Regions from separate parts of the Oryctolagus cuniculus genome. Here region 2 is linked to region 1. The links are chromatin contacts, called in public Hi-C maps. All regions are on one chromosome and are shown on one strand. The core of a region is the stretch at or near the end of the contact, and the rest is flanking DNA. Distances in the headings are between cores, read along the strand shown. Region 1 holds the start of CCDC6 (coiled-coil domain containing 6). Region 2 overlaps ANK3 (ankyrin 3).

Region 1 (2,817 bases), core at 146-2,645:
GGTCGGCGCTGCGGCGCACCCCCGGGGGGCACTCACGATGGTCACGCTGGCTTTGCGCAAGTCGCGGTTCTCCTCCTGCAGCGCCTTGCACTTTAGTTTGTAGGTCTCCAGCTCAATCTTCAGCACCTTGTTCTCCTGCTGCAGCGAGGCCAGGCGGTTGGTGAGCTCCTCCAGGCGGAACGGCGAGATGACAATGCCCCCCGACTTCCCACCGCCACCGCCTCCCCCGCCGCCGCCGCCGCCACCGCCGCCGCCGCCCGAGGTCGACGAGCAGGACGACTGCATGGCGGCCGAGCTGCTGCTGTTGCCCCCCGCCCCGTCCGTGTCGCTCTCGCTGGCGCTGTCCGCCATGGCCGCGCCGGGCTGGGGAAAGGAGGAGGAGGTGGAGGAGGAGCAGGGAGGCGGCGGCGGCGAAGGCTGGGCTGCGAATGAGTGGGCGCCGGGCGAGCACTGGGGAGCGCCGAGCTGGGCGCCTGGCACCAGGGCGCAGACTCGGAGCGGCGGCGAGAGAAAGAGAGGGAGCTTCCCGCTGCCAAGGGACCTCCTCTGCCAGAGAACAGAGACCCCGCCCGGGCTCGGGCAGTATTGCACTGGGGCTCGCTCCAGCCGGGCCTGTCGCGCTCGCTTAGGCCGCCCTTGCACAGCGTGCCGAGAGCTCAGGGACCCGCCCGCCGCCGCTGCCGCCGGGCCACCGCCAGCGGGCCGGGGGATACGCGGGCCCAGCTGGTGCGGGAAGGCCGGGCCGGCCCCTTCACCGGCGGCTCGCGGGCCGCACGTGTTCCGAGGGAGGGCCTCCGAGACCCCTGACCTAAGCCCACGACCGCCCAACCTCTTCCGGGCTCGCGCCTGCTCCGGGGAAAATGGAAACCAATGCGCCGGCCGCCTCGCAGGTGCTGGGGACACGTGGAAAGGTCAGCCCGGCTCCGGCATCCAGCCCCGGCCGTGCGGTGGCCCCATCTTCCGCCGGCTGCCTGTGCGCTTGCCTCCCCCTGTCTGTTTCGCGCAAACGCGCAGTTTGATCTTCCTGAATGAAGTGCTCGGCTTTGGATAGAGCTGCGGGCACAGAAAGTTCGGCGAGGAGGCTGAACGCAGTGGAACAACAGCAGCTACAGGTTAACCTTGTTAAGAAGGAATTTGCAGGAGACGCGCACCGCCCGCTAATAATCTCACCCACCACACTGTGCTCAATTGTTTAAGCAAGGTGCAAGTCTTTTTTTTTTTTTCGCTTTGCATCTTGCAGACAGTTCCAGCACGTCACACAATGGGCTTAAGACACTAACAGTAGTCCAGTCCAAAAAATAAAAGAGAAACATTGTGTGGAAGGATTGAAACACATCTCTTTAAGTGCCAATTTTCCAAAGTAACTGCAGACATAACATTATAATACACAGGTACAACAAAATCAAACCTTAGGTAGAAATCAAGCAAGCTAATTACTCTCATGTGATCTAATTCAGGGTTCTAGCTTTGAGGCATTAAAAAAAATCCAAAAGTCAGATATTTTTATTTCTCCTCCCCCCTCCCAAAGAAAGGCTCGCAGAAAATTGGTCCAGCAGGTGAGATGATTCTACACACTTTACCCTGTTGACACAAAACAGCTTTCACTTATGTACAAAAATTAGAAAGTGAAACTGACCAGACTAATTTTATTATCCAAGCTTAGTCAAAGGAAGAACAAACACATGGAAACAGAAAAGGAAAAAAAAACACATTTTTAAGTGCAAAATTTTTCTTACTGCTTTGAACTTTTGGAAAGACTTATGAAGTGTTAGTAAGAATAAAGAGATGACTTTAATGATTTTCTTTATTTCCTCTCTCTCTCTCTCTCTCTCTCTCTCTCTCAACCTAAATTCAATCTAATGGTTAAACGGTTATTCAATAGCTAATGGAAACTGGTACCTCGGAGTAAACTAACCTGCCAAGTGTTCCAAATGACATCATCTTTTACCAAGATGGCTGCTCCTAGCAAACAACTCTGAAAAGTCAACTGCTTTTAAGTCCCAGAGTCCTCCTAGGTATGCTTTGGTTTGAGGCTGAGGACTTCCGAACTCAGTCGCTGCTGGTGATTGAAGGGGAAACAAAGTGCCTGGTTCTGCTCTTCCAAAACAGCAAGTAAGAAATTGTTACGGGGGGATCCAGTGTAATTTCCACTGAAACTTGTCTGTCCACCCTGAGTTTGCCTTTTCAGGGGCTGCTACCTAAGACAAGCAGCTGGCTAAGTCAGAAAGGGTGTCTGGAAAACTCACTTGCTGGGTAAGAAAGGGAGAGTAAAGTTAGCAGGGAGTAGTAGCACAGGGGAAGCCGATTTAACAGCATTCTTTCCAGTTTATTCAGCCCTGTGATAGACTCTTAAGAGTGGGTCTGGCTTCCATACTTCACAAGTTACTATTGTTCCATCCTATCTTAAGTCTTCCACTTTTAGAGCTTATTGCAACAGGAACATTCCTTCCAGGCAGAGCAGGGGGCAAATTAGCTCTCTCTGAGCTTTATCACTAAACCAACTGCTTTGGAAAAGCAGCTTGCCTGCTTCAAGTCAGCAGAGGGGCGGAGTTTGAAGCGCCTGGCTTTCTTAAAGGGCCCACGTCATGGTAAGCTTAAGACTGTATTGGTGTTCAATAGGATTTGGAGGAAATCTGCATTTTGACATGGTACTTGCACGCAGTAATCGTGTTTAGAAGACTTTAGGGGGAAAGTCATCTTCTAAAGCTTCCTGCTGATACAGATGGGAATAAATTGGAGAATATTTTTTCCACTGTGGTTTTTATTGTTATTGCAAAGCAGAAGCGTGTCTAATTTTGTACTTCTTGTAAAAGTGAT
Region 2 (2,918 bases), core at 70-2,569, 120 kb after region 1:
GACTTCGAGTCCTGCCTGCAGCTGCCTTGGCAGGGCCAGACCAGATGCTTTCCTGGGCCTTATTGGGTGGACCAGACATCCCCTCCCCCACCTTGTAGGGCATCTCAGTTGTTTCTGAACGTTTTATAAGTCCCTGACCCCTCCCCCATGCCGCTGTAAAAATCCAGCTAATCTCTGCAAAAAGAACAGCGCCATTACTTAATTTCTATGGAATGGCTTCTCCAGATGTAATTTAACATCAAAGCCTAGCTGGTGGGGCCATTGTTCCGCACAGCAGATGAGATGCCTGCATCCCTTCTCGGCGTGCCTGGGTTTCATCTCTTGCTCTGGTTCCTCCCTCCAGCTTCCTGTCACTGTGCGCCTGGGGAGGTGATGGTGATGAGTTGGGTTCCTGACAGCCACGTGGGAGACCTAGATTGTGTTAACCAGTTCCTGGCCTTGGCCTGGCCCGGCTGAGCCCCAGCAGCTGCAGGCATCTGGGGAACGCACCAGTGAATGGGCGCTCTGTCTGGTCTGTGTTTCCTCCATCATGAATAAAATAATTTAAAAGTGTTTTTATTAAAAACTTTAAGCACTGCAAAGAACAGCTTTCTTCTCCTGTCCACATCAGTCATGGTGGGATCATTTAATTTAGCTTTTTTTTTTTTTTTTTAATGGAGGTTTTACTGAGAATGTCTTATCTTACTGGACAGTTCCTATATAAAGCATCAGTGTTTGATGGCCAGGCTGAATATGTCAAAATAAATCAACATTCTTTAGCAAAGGTTTTCAAACTTTTGTTCAGCATTGTTCTTATGTGAATTCCTTCTCCACGGAACATAGATCCTCTCACATGGAGTCCTGCTTTCCCAGTCACCGTGAAGAGCCGATGGAACTGAACGCCTGTCTGAGAATAAGACACAGCCCCTCTAGAAATCCTGAGGCATGCTGTCCTGTAGGAATAATCCTGTCCACTCATGTACAAGCAACAACGCATTTCTGCAAACCTAGAAGAACCTGAGAATTAGGCTTCACTTGGGGACCTAGAGTGTTCTCGGTCGCCTGCGGTTGTTGGGCTTATCCTGGACACGTTGCTCTGTCTTCATAAGGATCCCCTGAGACACTCTGGCCTGTGCAAAATGTCAGTGCCGCACTTCCTGTCTGCCTTATAGAGCCCGAGACTTGCCTTTTTTTTTTTTGTATTAAAAGTGCTGTTGACCTTCAGATCCCAGGTCACTAACGCTTGCAGCCAAGAACATCAAAGTATCAATTCCTTCTGGGTGGTTTCAGCACCTCCCTCCCCCATGGCTCCCATCGTCCCGAGAAGGAAAGTGACTCATTGGGCAGATCATGTCCAGAGGACAGGCAAAGCGCAGTAAGATCAGGATTTTCACGCCTCTGTTTTTACCCCTTCATCCTAACCTCGTAGGCACCAGGCTTCTCTGATGTTCCCATTATAATGTTACCACAGTGCACACCCACCCTGTTTCTTAGGGGGATCCTCAGGAAGTTTCTCTAAACTTTTTCCCCTACTGTTTTACTGTGTGACATACACTTTATTCCATTTATTAGAAAGTTTGATCATTTTTAGTTAATTTACAGATGGGAATTCACAACCTAGTTTAATTTTTTTTGTTGTTCTCTACTGAAGACCAACCCAACTTCCTAGATGAATTTTGTAACAAGAAGCAAGGCCTTCTTCTTACCTCAGTGTAAGCAAACATTATCTAGAAATAGTAGATACATTTCAGTAACTTAAAAAAAATGCTATGAATTATGTCCCCGTGTTTTTGAGTGAGTGTGATTTTAAAAGTGGGAGTTAGTTCCCCTTATAAAACTTGGTAGTGCAGTGTTGATCTCAGCCTTACAGGATGCAGGGAGGTCCTACACGAACCAGACTTTGTATCAAATATTGCACTGCACAAAAAGCCGGAGACTTTGTATCAAATACTGCACTGCACAAAAAGCCCGAGCACCGTGATTTAAGTGGCTGAGTGCCCTGCATAAAAGAGCTGCACTGTGTATAAACTGTGACGAGGGCGCCCTCTGATGGGCAGGCATGAGGGCAGGAACATTTCAGGAAGAGAATTTTGAATCTAACCCCTTCCTGGGCTTAGATAATGAATCGGAGATGGACAGATTTGCATTTCGGAATTTTTGGGTTTTGTATACCTTCCAAAGCCAAGGTAGGAGAAACTAGCTTAGAAGACAAGCATTGCTTTCTGCCATTTTCCTGTTAATTTTTTAACTATTAAGAAAATTATTATAGAAATTTTAAAAGAGAAAAAGACTACTTCAATGGGTTTTCATGGTGGTTATTTTGCAGATTAATATTGTACTTGCTGTATCATGTCTTCCAATCAGGAGTACACTTAGCCACACAATTGACCTGTCCCTTCCAAGCCCATGGACATACCTGCGGTTTTTTAGCTCTTAATGTGTAGGTTAAGAAACATCTCCCATCTTTAGCTTGGCAACTGAAGCTCTGTGTGTTCTAGCGTGGAAAACATTATTACATTAGGATGATCTGGGAAGACTTAAAATGACCCAGGAGTCCGGGCTACATCCACAGGGGTTTATGCAGATTTCTTGGAACGGGACCCAGCGTAAACATTTTAAAAAAATCTATACTGTAGTGTCTGACCAAGGTTGAGAGCCAGGGGCATCTGCTGGTGCCCTGTGAAGTGTAATGTGCTTATGTATCACCTGGGATTCTGATTCAGCAGATGAGGGCTCAGTCCTGACACCCGTAGTTCTCTCAGACTCCCAGGGACTTCACTTTTGTGGGTCCACAGCCCTCCCTCTGAGGATCTAGACAGCTGTTGACTGCACTACTTTCCATTATTTTTCTTTGCTCACGAATCTGTATCCACCTACTAATTCCCTTCCTTAGTCACCCATATCTAACTCCACTCTACACTTTGTTTGTTTCAAATGCC

What was found. A called contact is a pair of places that touch in the nucleus more often than the background predicts.
Region 2: a Hi-C map of embryonic fibroblasts shows a contact between it and region 1, with 2.1 times the contacts expected there. The contact joins the enhancer-like site here to the promoter of CCDC6 in region 1. A contact is called at or near these places in 4 of 6 Hi-C or Micro-C datasets (ear pinna, embryonic fibroblasts, psoas muscle and 1 more).

The regions. Positions count from the first base shown.
Region 1 is chr15:52,285,905-52,288,721 of mOryCun1.1, forward strand. It overlaps CCDC6 (coiled-coil domain containing 6), which reads right to left and starts at 1,396. Exons shown (of 12, transcript XM_002718475.5): 1 at 37-1,396. The coding sequence starts at 351.
Region 2 is chr15:52,407,127-52,410,044 of mOryCun1.1, forward strand. All of the region lies in intron 42 of ANK3 (ankyrin 3), which reads right to left. Among named protein-coding and RNA genes, the nearest start is that of CCDC6, 120 kb to the left of the region's middle. Within about 2 kb of position 1,320, at least 1 of the 8 cell types and tissues checked has an H3K27ac peak or open chromatin away from gene starts, as enhancers often do.